Linked DNA regions of Arachis hypogaea: region 1 is linked to region 2. A link is a contact called in public Hi-C data. All regions are on one chromosome and are shown on one strand. The core of a region is the stretch at or near the end of the contact, and the rest is flanking DNA. Distances in the headings are between cores, read along the strand shown. Region 1 holds the start of LOC112767131 (probable pectinesterase/pectinesterase inhibitor 61). Region 2 holds the start of LOC140180723.

Region 1 (7,691 bases), core at 2,404-4,903, 210 kb before region 2:
TGCTTTCATACAAAAAATCCAGGTGTATCTGCTTTTATCATCAACTATGGTCAAAAAATATTTGTGAGCATTAATGGAGGGGACTGAAATTGGTCCCCAAATATCAAGATGCAGCAAATCAAAACAAGCATCAGATTCATAATTGCTATAAGAGAAAGGTAAGCGTTTTTGCTTTGCTAAATGACATGAGTTACATGGGTTTATTTGCTCATTACAATCAATGAAGGGATGAGTTTTCTGCATCACATGCAATCTATTTTGAGGGATATGACCTAATCTAGAATGCCATAGAGCATTTATTTGAACTGATGATGCTGTGCAAGTTGCAGTGCCATTATTGGTGAAAAGTGATGCTATGAAAGTGAGCGGCAGCTTTGCTGAATTATGCATGCTATGATTATTGTGTGTTGCAGAAACAGAATTCAAAGGTTGGCTATCCATTGTATAGAGACCGTCAGCACATTTAGCTACTCCAATCCTCTTCGAAGTAGCTTGGTCCTGAATCTCACAGATTTTATCATCAATTAACATTTGACACTTCAATCCATCAGTCAGTTTTGAAACAGAAATCAATTTGAATTCAAAAGTTGGGATGAATAGCACATTTGAAAGAAATAATTGATTAGAAAATCTAATGGTGCCAATGATGCTACTTGTTGTGTGGCTGCCATCAGGCATTCTAACAATTATAGGCTTTATTTGGCAGTGTGAATAATAGTCATTCATGTCAAAAGTGACATGATCAGTGGCCCCTGTGTCTATGACCCAGAGGGGGGATTTTGCAGTAACAAAGGATGAAATATTGCTACTATATTTTAAAACAACAATTTTACCTTGATTCATGGAAGTAGCATTTGGAGGGTGCTGAACCTGGGTTGTGACTTGAGGTTGCTGTTGAGCCTCTTGTCCTTTGAGAAGCTTGATAATTGCTTCCTTTTGGAGTGAATTGAGATCATAACTCGGCTCCTTACTAGCTTCCTTATGGCAATTGCCCAGACTGACTTGGCTGAGATTATCATTTCTCTTCTCAGCATGTGGTTCAGCAGTGGTGAAATTGATGCTGTCAGTTTGTCGTTGCCTTAGATGTGGTGGCAAGCCATGCTTTTTGTAGCATGTATCAATGGTGTGTCCTGATTTGTCACAGAATGTGCATTGCATTCTGGTACCTCTGCCTCTACCATTGCCTTGGTGTCTTTCTCTGCCTCTGCCTCTCCCTCTATTTCTGTCATCAGTTGGTTGATAAGGAGGTATTGCTTTGTTAAAGAAGATCTTTGAATCTTGACAATCATTGAATTGTCTTTCCTGTTGTGTCAACATGGAGAAGGCAGTGTCTATATCAGGCATGGGAGTCATCAACATCAGTTGCGATCTGACAGCAGTATACTGGTCATTGAGACCTCTTAAAATCTTGTTGTGTAATCCTCTCTTCTGAATTCTCGCATCACACTCAGTCCACATGTGCACGATTGTTCACAATGAGTGCACTCTGGAATTGGCCTGAAATTGTTCAAGTCTTCCCAAATTGATTGTAGCTTCGTGTAGTAAGCAGTTATAGTGGCATCTCCTTGCCTGAGTTGGAAGAGCTCTTCTTGCAACTCAGCAACTCTGAACTTGTCACCTTGATAGTACCTCCGTTTCAGTTCTTTCCACAAGTCTGAGGCGTTGTTGTTCCAAATTACACTTCCTGAGATTTCTGGACTGAGGGATACAGTTATCCATGACACCAGATAGGTGTTGCACTTTTCCCAGGCTTCAAACAGTGGATCGAGTTCATCCGGTTTCACAATGGATCCATCGATGAATTTTAACTTGTTCTTTGATTTCAGAGCTAAAAGCATGCCTCGGCTCCATGAACTATAATTGCTTGCATTCAATTTAACAGGTATGAGAGGATTACCCGGACTTTCACTCGGATGGATGAAATAGGGGCTCGCTGGATCTTGCATCGGAATCACAGTAGTTCTTGCCACATGAGCTTGAATCGCAGAGATCTGATTCAGAAAATTTGCAATTGATTGTGCGTCCATAGGAAAGGCTGGATTCGCAGCAGTTGTCATCGTCGATTGATCAGTTGTCATCGTCGATTGAGCAATTGATGTAGATTCAAGAAATTGAGAAATTGAAAAGAATTAGGTTTTAACAGCTTCCAAGCGAAAAGCAAGAAAAAGGAAGGTAATCGATGAATCCGGTTTGATTTCAGATTCAGATCTTTCACCCTTGGTCTCGTTGATCGGAGTTGCAATCTCTTTTCCACGCTCACCGCACCATGTGAAATTTCGTACTTGGAGAGATTCGAACTCTCATCAATCTCTGTCAGGTGAGTCCAAAGGTGAAGGGTGAAGAACTTGGAGAAAGGAGTGAGAGAGAGAGAGAGATAAACAGAGGAGGGAGGTCCAGTGAAGAAGAAGCTGTTAGTGAATTGAAATTTGGAGAAAGAGAAAATTGGAGAAGATGAAAGTTGTGTTTATTCATCATCAGTTTCTGCATCACATGCTTATCTTTATATAGTTACATAAGAGCTAATTAACTTAATCTGCCTAACTAACTTTGCTAGCTGGCAATTCTAACTGACTAATGCTAACAGCAGTAACTAACTAATTCTAAGTCTACTAATACTAACAGCAGCAACCAATTATATCACGTTACATATATATAATCATATATAACTATAATTTTATACAATATATTACTTATATAATTGTCATATTTAAACTTGTTTTTAATTTGAATAAAAAATATTTCTATATGTAAATAATTTTTTTTTCTTCTGATTCTATATAAATTTTTTCTTCTAATAGTAGATTGTTATATATGTCGAACTCTGAAAAAAAATTACTGAAAATTGGGAAATACAATGATTGATAATTTAATACTAAATTATACTATGTTGCAAACCTTAAAATCAATAGACTGCAGTTGTTGTTTTGTTGGTTGCTTTCCTTCGCAAGCGGTTGACTTAAATATTGTCGGGTTACTGGTTAGAGTATTTATTATGTTGCCATGGTTCTAATTTATTTTATTTTATATTTTTCTCAACAAGGCTACTTACTCAAAATTATGCCAAAATTAAATGTATAAGCAAAGACACATCAAAAGTGACAACAAATTATCTATATAGCACGGGCATTTTAACATTTTTATTTTTATTGAGAAAACAGTTATTGAAAGTGGAATGAACCGAAGAAAGCGAATCTGGTTTAGACAGTTTAATACTTTAATCAGAGCGTGAGAGTATTTTGTAACTAAATTTAAACTTCAAAATTGAAAGCAGGTGCAGCATTGCATGTGATGAGGCACAACCACACGCACCTTATTGTGTTATAACGGGGTGAAAGAACACGTATTTTCTTTATATATGCACGTACTTCTTATTAATGAGGATGCATGATAAGTACAGCTTTAAGAAAATTATAATAATCACATATATAATTGGACGGTATAATCAATTTTGTGGATAACTTTAAATAATAGAATTCACTTGGAGAAGTAGTTAGTGGAATAAAGAAAAATAATATTTACACTATTATTTATATATATAATTTTATATTTTTTTATATTTGTTTCATTTTTAATAACTTTTTTATTAAAAATAAAAATATACAAGAGAGATATATAAAATAGTATATATGTAACAATTTTCAAAAATAATAATTATTAATTAACTTAACTTAAGATGAATATCTTCACAACAAATTATGACTCAAAAAATATAATCTTTTCGTACTTAAATTACGAATTTGAGTCTTGCTCCAATCATGTGCAGATGCATATGTATGTATGTCCGTCGTTTTTCTTGCAAAATGAAGCTACTAATATATTAATCAAGATTGAGAACGGATTAATTAAGACAATAACAATAATAAGAGAGGGGGAAACAGATCAGAAGAAGACAGAGAACACTTATTAGAAGTGTGGGAAAGGAATAGAAGCTTGAAAGTAGAAAACCCCCCTTGTTTGATTTCCACTCATATCCAGTGGGCAGCAGTGCTTCAAGTAGCAGCCAGCTAATTCCCGCGACATCGACTTCGCACCAACCAAACACACTTAGCTTCCTCTCACTCACTCAAACCCACTTAACCACCGTCATTTATATAAACCGCACCGTTTTGCTTATTTCTCATCATCACCATCACAAATAACTTTCACTTTCTCTTTCTCTCTGGCATTATCACAAACACTTTCTATACAATGGAGTACGGAAGGCTTGGTCCTACTGACTTATCTCGTGCCGATGAAACTCCGGTTAATAGGCCGAGATCCTCTACAACTGCCAACACCAAAATTATACTCTTCTCGCTTCTTGCTATTGTTCTCATTGTCGCTTCTGCCATCTCCGCCGTACTTGTTACCGTCGTCCGATCTCGCGCTTCCACCGACGACGGACGATTAAAGGAACCTACGCTCGCTGGCAAACCGACGCAGGCCATCTCACGCACCTGCAGCAGGACAAGGTTCCCGGACCTTTGCGTTAACTCGCTTCTCGATTTTCCGGGATCCACGGCGGCGACGGAGCGGGACTTAGTCCACATTTCCTTCAACATGACGCTGCAACACTTTACTAAAGCGCTCTACATCTCCGCTGCGATTTCCTCCTCCGGTGTGTACGCCTCCATGGATCCACGCTCCCGTGCCGCATACGACGACTGCCTTGAGCTTCTCGACGAGTCCGTGGACGCCATATCAAGATCTCTCACTACAGTCTCTCCCTCCGGCGCATCTCCCGGCGGCACTGTACGACCGCTTGGATCGTCCTCGGACGACGTGCTCACGTGGCTGAGCGCCGCGCTTACAAACCAGGAGACGTGCGCCGAGGGGATGGAAGGCGCCTCCGGCGCCGTGAAGAGCCAGATGGTGAACAACCTGAAGGACTTGTCGGAGCTGGTGAGTAATTGTTTGGCGATATTCTCGGCTTCCGGTGCCGGCGACGACTTCTCCGGTGTCCCTATACAGAACCGGAGAAGGTTGATGGCAATGCGAAAGGAAGAGGTGGCGGAGAAGGAGGATTTCCCTAAGTGGCTGAGTAAAAGAGATAGGAGGTTGTTGAGTTTACCGGTTTCGGCCGTACAGGCGGATGTCATCGTCTCAAAGGACGGTAACGGCTCCGTCAAGACCATCGCCGAAGCCATTAAGAAGGTGCCGGAGTACGGTAGCCGGCGATTTGTTATTTACATAAAGGCAGGAAGGTAAATTATTCACTGATCTTTTTAATTGCTTGTTTTGGTTGGTTTATTTTTATATTTATTTTTCTGTACTATACAATTAGGTGAGATAAATAAATTTTAAAAAATATTTTAAATTACAATAGTTTAAAATTAGACTGATTAAAAATTGACTAATTAAAAATTGTTTATTTATATTTTTTCCATTTCAAATTGTAATTAATAATAACCATAATTATTTATTATTATTATTAAAGATTCTCATCATATATACTTTTTTACTGATGCTTCTCTTTCTTAATTCCAATAACCGCTTATTTGTTAATGGTTTTGGTTCAGTTTATAATAGTAAGTTTAATATTAACTGAGTAGAGTAGCATATAAATTTGAGTGACGGTGATCATCGGTTATTACTTTATAGTAAGATTGTGATTGTTGAAAAAGACTTTGGAGGATCACGGTCACGGCAGTGATGGCTTCATTGACTTATCGAGGACTAATGATCATGCATGCACTTACTCGCAACTGTAATCATGTGACTCAAATATTGTGTATGATTGTGATTTTTTTTAAAGGCAGGAGTACTGGATTAGTATTAAATATTTTAATTAATCCCTGGAAGCATCTATCCCTCATTAATAGATTTTTGGCATGTTAAAGAATAAATAAAAATCCACTAAAACTGATTTATTTAGCTTTGGATGTTAACAACTCCGAATCTAAATGATGTCAATGCTTCAACCGATATATAAAGAATAAAGCAAGGTGACGCAACATTGTTCTTCTGATGAAACCATAATATAAAATTTAACGAAAATATTTATTAACCAAATAAATTTAGCTAAAATAAGTTAAAATTTATCTTATTTAATTTTTATTAATTATTAATAATTAATAAAACTTAAATAAGATAAATTTTTGTTAATTTTTTTTTTGTTTTTCTAATATTATCAAAAACTTATTTACAATTAATTTCAGGTACGAAGAGGACAATTTAAAGGTGGGACGGAAGAAAACCAACGTCATGATCATAGGGGACGGCAAGGGCAAGACGGTCATCACGGGCGGTAGAAACGTTTTGCAGGAAATGACCACATTTCATACTGCATCCTTTGGTAAATTCCCTTTTCATCATTCATCTTTTTGCTTATTATGGCGCTTTTTGTCTAATCATTATTGTTTACAATAACTATTGTCTTAGGAAGAATAAGCAAAAAAAAAGTTTTAATTATATGAACGGAAAGGTCCAAATCCATCTATGCATGACACGAGGTAGAAGTAGAACCGTACCTGAAGCACGTGGCCTGCTATTTTAGGCTGTCATGTTTTAAGATTCCCTGCTGTCTAGGACCTTGGTAATTTAGGACTTGATTATCACTCCATACCACTTCCATTTCAGGGCAATACAAAAGAAAATTGTACCATTACAATTAATCCTCTTTAATTAGTCTATGTGAAAGTCAAATTTCATCTTGATGATCACCATCAGTGTGCATTTCTCATGTGTATACAGTATAAACGTATAGTAAATTAGTAACCCTCTAGGCCCTAGCTACCTTTCAAAAACGACAATGTGAAAAACTGTTAAAATTCGCAATCAAGTATGGTTAGTTAGTTAGTTAAAGCTGAGGTAATTGTTCATTTGCTAGATAATAAAGTAGATAACTTAGGAGATATTTCTGTTGTATGGGCTTCCATGTGATTAGGTAGGTGCGTGGGTAACTATATAATAGGTGAGTTTAGAGTAACATGGCTCAACACACTGTGTATTATTTAAATGTTTAGTCAAAGCATGGGACTGCAGCGTTTTTACGCAACACATTTTCTTCTGTGGCACCAAAACATATTATCAATGTACTTAATGATCTATAACTATCATCAAATAACGCAACCATTAATTCAGATGGTAAGTCTAACTTCAACGAATGAATGGCTCCAAATTAAAGTAGCAAAACCAAATTATTGAATATTTATTTGGGGTTTTTTTTTTTTTTGGTTTTTTTTTTTGGGGGGGGGGGGGGGGGGATGGTCACACGCACAGAGCTTTGCCAAACTCAAATTTATAAATAAATAACAACCAATAGCATTTGCTGTTACTTGTTGTAGTATATAAGTTAACCAAATTATTTTTCTAATCAAAACTAACCTCTAACAACAACAATCATGACTCATGAGTATCGTCATTCCACCAACTTAATTATTAGCTCATCCTTGCAGCTGCGAGTGGCTCTGGATTCATCGCAAGAGACATGACATTCGAGAACTACGCGGGCCCAGCGAAGCACCAAGCGGTGGCTCTCCGCCTCAGTTCAGACCACGCGGTGGTTTACCGGTGCAACGTCATAGGCTACCAAGACACATGTTACGTTCACTCAAACCGTCAATTCTTCAGAGAATGCGACATATACGGTACCGTAGACTTCATATTCGGCAACGCCGCAGTGGTATTCCAGAACTGCAGCCTCTACGCTCGAAAGCCCATGCCCCAACAAAAAAACACAATAACGGCCCAAAACAGAAAAGACCCGAATC
Region 2 (7,046 bases), core at 1,864-4,363:
AGGAGAAGAAGAAGAAAAACAAACAAACACAGGAAAAAGAACAGAGAAGTTAGTACATACCTCGTTTACTCATTTTTTGCTTCCAAATGCCTCTGATAAACAAAAAATAAAAGAGAGCCCAAGTGAAACCCTTCAGGATTCCAAGAGTGTTTTAATTAAACACACTTTACCCACATATTTTGATTCCACTGCCTTCAGTCAAATCAGTTACATCAAAAAATGTAAACTACATTGGAACCACGCACGTGTATTTAATGCTATGTCTCTGTCACTAAAAAACCACAATTTACCATCATTAAATGTTTAATAAAGCATTTTGAACTGGGGGTTACAGGGCCTCACCCAATTGACCGAGTTACTCGGTCACTAAATAACCGATCTACGTTCCATTAATAAGCTCAACCTGCTTCATTAAACACATTCTCAGGCTAAGCTTGGGGGCTATGATCCGACCGTTACAAATATCAGGTCATAACTCGGCATAATAACTCATAACTCGGCCAAATAAAACACAGATCGGCGTTACACGTTACAAGCCAAGTTCAACGGCCTACATACTAGAATCGTAACGTCAGACCAGACATCATCACCCATTAAGCCTTATTATTATTCTTCAATTCAGACAATAAAACAAAAGCATAACTGACTTATTTTACTCGGCATATAAAGGTACAACATCTTCTCTTAAAGAGGACACATTGAATTCTCAATACTAACTTAAATTTTGGAGTGCCTTTGCAGGTACACTCCCCCCTTGTTCCTTGCTCACACTCTGAGAAATTGGACATCTCCTTGGAGCAAAGCTCGGATTACCAAGCTCAAAGGTCGGCGCCGAAGATAAACAACTCAGCATCGACTCCCAGAGACCGAGCTTTTCCTTCAGGTATCCATACAAGAACATATATATTTTGATAAATCTTTTAAAAAACTAACTCTAATAACTATATGTTAATTATTTTTATGGAATGAAAAAAATCATTTAAAATTCGGCCCCTCCATATTAAAATTTCTGGATCCGTCACTGCCCATAATTATACCCATATCGGGACCAGAAACAGAGTGTCATTTGCTTCATTAAAGTCCTCCAACTAGCGTTTAAGATTAATGACATAATTATTAAACAGTCATAGTGCTCGTTTTCTACCCTTAATATATCAGTCTCCTTTACAAAAAAAATTGGAACAAATTTCCTCCAAACTCTAATACTTTAAACCCAACTAGTTGAGATCAGATGGTTTTCAATGCTCCGTCCATCGTACCTAGGCTAAACGATCTATCAGCCAAAATTCTGTCAATCAAACTTTTAGTACAATTCTAAAGACTTTTTTCTACCTCCTTTTCATCAAAGAAAATAACTTCTTCATCTTCTTCTCCCTCAAACTCATCCCTTCCAACATTCTTTTTACCTCCCTGTTCAGCCATGACTCCCTATAGAAAGCACCACTAAATTGATGTATTTTTTATGGTCAATGTGAGATCAACTGTGTTTTGGACTCTATTAAGAAAAATCCTAATAGAGTATTATATATTAACCGTAAGGGATAATTGTTGGCTAATTTAAATGCTTGATCATAGCTTCAATAGTTCAAATAATCTCATAGATTAAGTAACAACTAAAAAATAATTATTTAAGCCCAAAATGTCAAAACTTATGTGTTTCATAATTCATGCATAACTAAAAAAAGGAGCACAAAACAAGAAAAGTAATGCATATGATTTCAACGTACATATAGCTATGATTTGGATTTTTTAATAGTTAACATTACATGCAAAATCATATCAAAGCACTTATAAAATCTTCAACAGATTACAATTACTCGATGACTTTTGCAATTTTTAACTATTAAAAAAATGCTAGAAAAACTCTGCTAATGAGTATGTGAGACTGAGACATGAGCCATCTCACGAGAGTGTTGCGCTGTTGCCTGTGAACCACATAAATAAATTGGTAAATAAAAGTTACCATGTTCGATTTGTGAAAAAAAGTATTTGTATTTATTTATTTTTCGTGAAAAGATATGCTTTGAATTAGGTTTAAAAAGTTGTTATATTTATTCAGTTCTAAGGTGTTTATAACTTGATATTCATATTCTTACAAAAATAAGGTAATATAATGAATTTATTATTCACTAAATTTTAGATATTTAATATTTAATTATGTGTATTAAGAGTGAAGTTATAACTAAGTCTCTGATTTCACTAAAAAGTCTTGAAGCGGGAGTACGTACTCCTTATCTAGCACCCTATGGAATCGTCCACGCTCTGCTAGGATTTTACTGCGCAGCCTCCATGGTTACACATTTTTTTTTCTTTTCTTCGTTAAAGTCTTTTCCATCTTCTTCTACTTTCTTCTCTTAATTTTTTTCCTGTTTTTAATTCACCCCCACTTGTTCCTTAATTTTCGTTTTCTCTCCCAATTCATTCCTATGCTAGATTTCTCTTTTAATTCACTCCGTTTTCTAATTCACTCATTCCATATATCTTATTTCACTCTGGAATCATCAAATACCATTCCTGATTTTCTCTACACCATGTGCAACAAATCAAAGACTCAAAACCCCCATATAATTGATAGTGATCAGGAGGATGATTTGATCGTTTTAGCTTATGAAGATGTTTCTGAAGGAATTCAAGCCTATACACAGAGCCTGTCTGGAAGGATTTTCTCAGATCTTTTCCGTAGGTATCATGGAAGGAGCTCTCTAGGTAATATGGAATAAACCAGAAGGATTCAGAGTAGTCAAAAAATCCAAGAACCGGTTTCAAGTTTTCTTTGAGAATGACTCTGATGTGACTCGAATTGAGAGGGGTTCGCCTTGGTTGTTCAAGAGAATCTATCTCAAGGATTTCGCCTCTAACGCTATGACGGTGGAGGGTGCTAGCCTTCAAGTGGCACCCAAAGAAATATGAAGCTGCTCTCATGGAATTGTCGGGGTTTGGGGAGACCCTTGACAATCCACAATCTTAAAGGGATTTACAAATCCTACTCCCTCGAGGTTGGTTTTATCTGTGAAACAAAAAACCAATCTCAACAAGTTGAAGGAAAACTAAGATCTTGTGGTTTTAAGGAATGGTTTATTGCGGATCCAGATGGATTATTAGGGGGTTGGCAATGGCATGGAGGGATAGTTGCACTGTTCAGATTTTACAGCATGGTAGATTTTTCATTGCGGCATCAGTTCTGACAGCTGGTTCTAATGATCCCTATCGTATTCTAGGTGTTTATCTCAGTTCAAATGATCAACATAGAATAGCTCAATTTGCTGAATTAACTTCAGTCGTCCAACAGTTCAATGGTAAGGTTGTGTTAATGGGTGATTTTAATGCCATTTCTAATCAAGTGGAGAAAGCAGGTGGGGGTGTTAAATCTTCTTCTTCTATTGAAACCTTTAACAGTTTTATTGATGATAATTCCCAAATTGATATTGGTATGGTCGGAAGACCATTTACTTGGTCGAATAGACGGAGTAGTGATGAGTGGATACAAGAAAGACTGGACCGATTCCTTGTAGGAGTTGATTGGCAGCAACTCTATCCCAATGCAACGGTTCTTAGACTATCAGAATCAGGGTCGAATCACTCCCCTCTTCTCTTAGACTCTAATCCGAGAACTGAGAGATCTAAACGGCAATTCAAATTTCAAGAAAGATGGTGTTCCAATGATGAAATAAGGCAGATTGTTAGAGAGGTTTGGCACGAACAGATTGATGGTTCAGCCATGTATATCCTAGCTCAAAAAATAAAGCGTTGTCGGCATAAGATTGTCAGATGGCAACAAGAACACAAATCTAATTTGAAGGTGGAGATTGATTTACTACAGTCTGAATTAGAGGAACTTCATTTAGCAGGAATTCATGGAGGTGACATCATTTCCGAAATAGAGGACAAACTTGAAAAAGCGTTGCAAAATGAGGAATCTTATTGGAAAGATAAGTCTAGAGTCAAATGGCTCAAATCTGGTGATCAAAATACAGCTTTCTTCCAATAGAAATTTAGAAATCGAACCCGAAGGAATAAAATTTGGCAACTATCTGGCAGTGATGGTGAAGTGGCTACCTCAAATGCTGGTATTGCTTCTGTGGCTGAATCGTATTTCAAGGACATCTTCTCCTCCACTTGTCATGAGAACCCCGAATCTCTATTTACTGATTTTGAACCTAAGGTTACAGCTCATATGAACCGTAGTCTTCAAAGACCAATGACTATGGAGGAAGTGAAACGTGCAACATTTAGCATTCATCCTCAAAGTGCTCCAGGAGATGATGGTATGACAGCAAAATTTTTTCAAAGCTTCTGGAACATACTTAGTGGTAATGTGTTTTGAGCAGTTAAGAGTTTCTTTTTAAGGGGCAGAATTTTGAAGGGTTTTAACCACACTCAGATCTGTTTTATTCCCAAGATTTCTAATACTAAAGATATGACTCAGGTAATACCAATAAGCCTATCCTCAGTCTTTTACAAGATTATCTCTAAAGTACTTGTACATAGACTTCAGGGTATGATGAATAGACTAATTAGCCATACGCAGAGTGCTTTTATTAAAGGCAGATTAATCTCTAATAATATCCTAATTGCTCACGAGTGTATGCATTACTTGAAGAACAAAAAAAGGGGACTCAAAAATGAAATGGCGCTAAAATTATATATGAGTAAGGCATATGATAGGGTGGAATGGCACTTTCTTTGGTTTATATTGGAGAAGTCTGGTTTTGACTCCCGGTGGATCATGTGGATTCGAGAATTAGTGACAACTGTTTCTTATTCTGTCATTGTGGAAGGACAACCCTATGGTTTCTTCAAACCAAATAGAGGTATTTGACAAGGAGATCCTCTATCTCCCTATCTTTTTCTTTTCTGTGTAGAAGGTCTCTCCTTCTTGCTACACAAGACAGAACAAAATAGACTAATTCAAGATTTTCAGATACATAGACGATGTCTCAAGGTCAACCACCTCCTCTTTGCTGATGATTCCATCTTATTCTGTAAGGCTAATCCTGAAGCATGTTCAAACATCCTGCATTTATTGAATTCTTATGAAAGCATCAGTGGCCAGAGGGTAAATCTTAATAAATTTGCTGTATTCTTAAGCCACAACACTCCCTCCACTACTCGTACACTACTGGCTAACTCTATGAATATTTATCATATTGGGGCTCAGGATAGATACATTGGTTTGCCTTCTACAATCTCTAAATCGAAAAAGGCTTCTTTTAGTATGATCAAAGAGAAGGTTCGGAAAATAATCCAAGGGTGGAAGCGCAATCTTCTATCGTCAGGTGGTAGACAGGTATGGATTAAGGCAGTGGGAGAAACTATTCCTATTTATACACTGTCTTGCTTCAAGTTGCCTGATGGTTTAATTTCGGAAATTCACTCTATACTTTCTCAGTTCTAGTGGGGACAAAAAGGTTCTGAAAGACGGATGACTTGGATTAGCTGGGACACTATGACTCGCCCACGAAGAGAAGGAGGCCTTGGATTTAAAGATCTCAGAATCCAAAATCTAGCGCTTTTAGGTAATTAAACAGTTTTAGCGACTCGTAACACAACCTTCTTCCCTATTATCCAAAATCCTAAGAGGTAAATACTTTAGCAATGGTAATGCTATAACAGTAGAAATCGGAGTCTTACCTTCTTGGGGATGGAAGAGCATATTGGAAGGCCGAAAGATTGTTAAAAAAGGTCTTAATTGGGCTGTGGGTACTAGAGAGAATATCCGAACATTTGAAGATCTTTGGCTGCCTCCTCCGTACCCTTTAATGATTTCTAACATGCCAAACAGACAGGCTATTTCTAAGTTGGTTCCAAGAGTTAAAGATCTAATTACTGAAGATAGGAATTGGAATCAGAATCTCATTCAAGAGTTATTTCCCCAAGACGTTGCAAACAGGATTTTTTCAGTTAAAATTCAGCAGAGTAGGAACAAATTGCAATGGGATTTGAACAAATCCAAGTAATATGATACAACTTCAGATTACCGAATTGGCTATTTATTTTACCATCTGCCTCTGGAGCTTTGCCCTAATTATATGCAGCAGAAAAAGCTGTGGATTGATCTATGGAAGTTGAACTTACCTCACAAAATTAAGCTATTTATCTGGAAAGCTCTCTATGGCTGGCTTCTGGTGCTTGCTCAGATTCATCACTGCATCCCATCTATATCACCAATATGCCCCTGCTGTCATGAAGCAACAGAAACAGTCACTCATTGTTTGATCGACTGCTCTAGAATTAAAGATGTATGGTCTCAGAGTTATCTTCGTGACTGTCTTCCCCCTCATAGTCCTAACGACTTTTGGACATGGTGGACTGCATCAACAGAAATGCTTAACCCGTTGAAGAATGCTGACCGTAATCCCCAATTGCTTGCCATCGTTTGCTGGAACTGCTGGAAAGCTCGCAACCAATTAATTTTTTAAGGTTCTACTTCAATGTCGTCTGTCATTCTAGCAAGCTCTGTCAAGTTGTTCCGCGAAATCCAAAGAACTCCCAGTTTAGGTCGTCATCTCTATGAGGCAAACTCTTAGTTTCATTCAATTTGATTTATCATTCTTTCTTCTTTAAGATTTTTCTTCGTTTTTCGACCATGCACCGTTGGATGAATATTTTCAGTGTGGTGTTTTAGAAAATTCCCACATTTTATTATGCTGTCCTATTTTTAGACATCTTTATATTTCATTTTTCAATAATTAATGAAATATAACCTATTACTTTTGAGAAAAAAAAAGCCTCTGATTCAGTACTTTTTGTTTGACTATTTTTTTTTGGGACTATTTTTTTAATCACAAATGTGATTCTATGTTTCAAGTTCCAATTACGTGAAGCAATAAATTATAAATTTTGCATTAAATAGTTACAATTGAAAAAGTGATTGAAGAAATTTATTTTTCTGCCAACTTTAACTTTTATTCTCATATGTAAGAAGAGACACAACAAATTAATCATCAAAATTCTCATATTTGATTTTTTTTTATGAGTTTGCTTTACAAGTAAATATTTTAATTTTTTTATGATATTATTTTTAGTTCTTTATGCTAAATTTTTAT

Evidence for each region. Hi-C and Micro-C count contacts between places; a contact is called where the count stands out from the background.
Region 1: a contact with region 2 is called in a Hi-C map of an unstated tissue, with 3 times the contacts expected there. The contact joins the promoter of LOC112767131 here to the promoter of LOC140180723 in region 2. A contact is called at or near these places in 2 of 8 Hi-C or Micro-C datasets (leaf and an unstated tissue).

Annotation. Positions count from the first base shown.
Region 1 is chr17:121,420,891-121,428,581 of arahy.Tifrunner.gnm2.J5K5, reverse strand. LOC112767131 (probable pectinesterase/pectinesterase inhibitor 61) reads left to right here and starts at 3,653. Exons shown (of 3, transcript XM_025813010.3): 1 at 3,653-5,183; 2 at 6,138-6,274; 3 at 7,377-7,691. The coding sequence starts at 4,189. LOC140180724 reads right to left here and starts at 2,078. Exons shown (of 1, transcript XM_072222007.1): 1 at 1,401-2,078. The coding sequence starts at 2,078. The coding sequence ends at 1,401.
Region 2 is chr17:121,209,517-121,216,562 of arahy.Tifrunner.gnm2.J5K5, reverse strand. It overlaps LOC140180723, which reads left to right and starts at 3,113. Exons shown (of 2, transcript XM_072222006.1): 1 at 3,113-3,306; 2 at 3,397-3,988. The coding sequence starts at 3,113. The coding sequence ends at 3,988. It overlaps LOC112764942, which reads right to left. Exons shown (of 13, transcript XM_025810785.3): 13 at 1,688-1,925.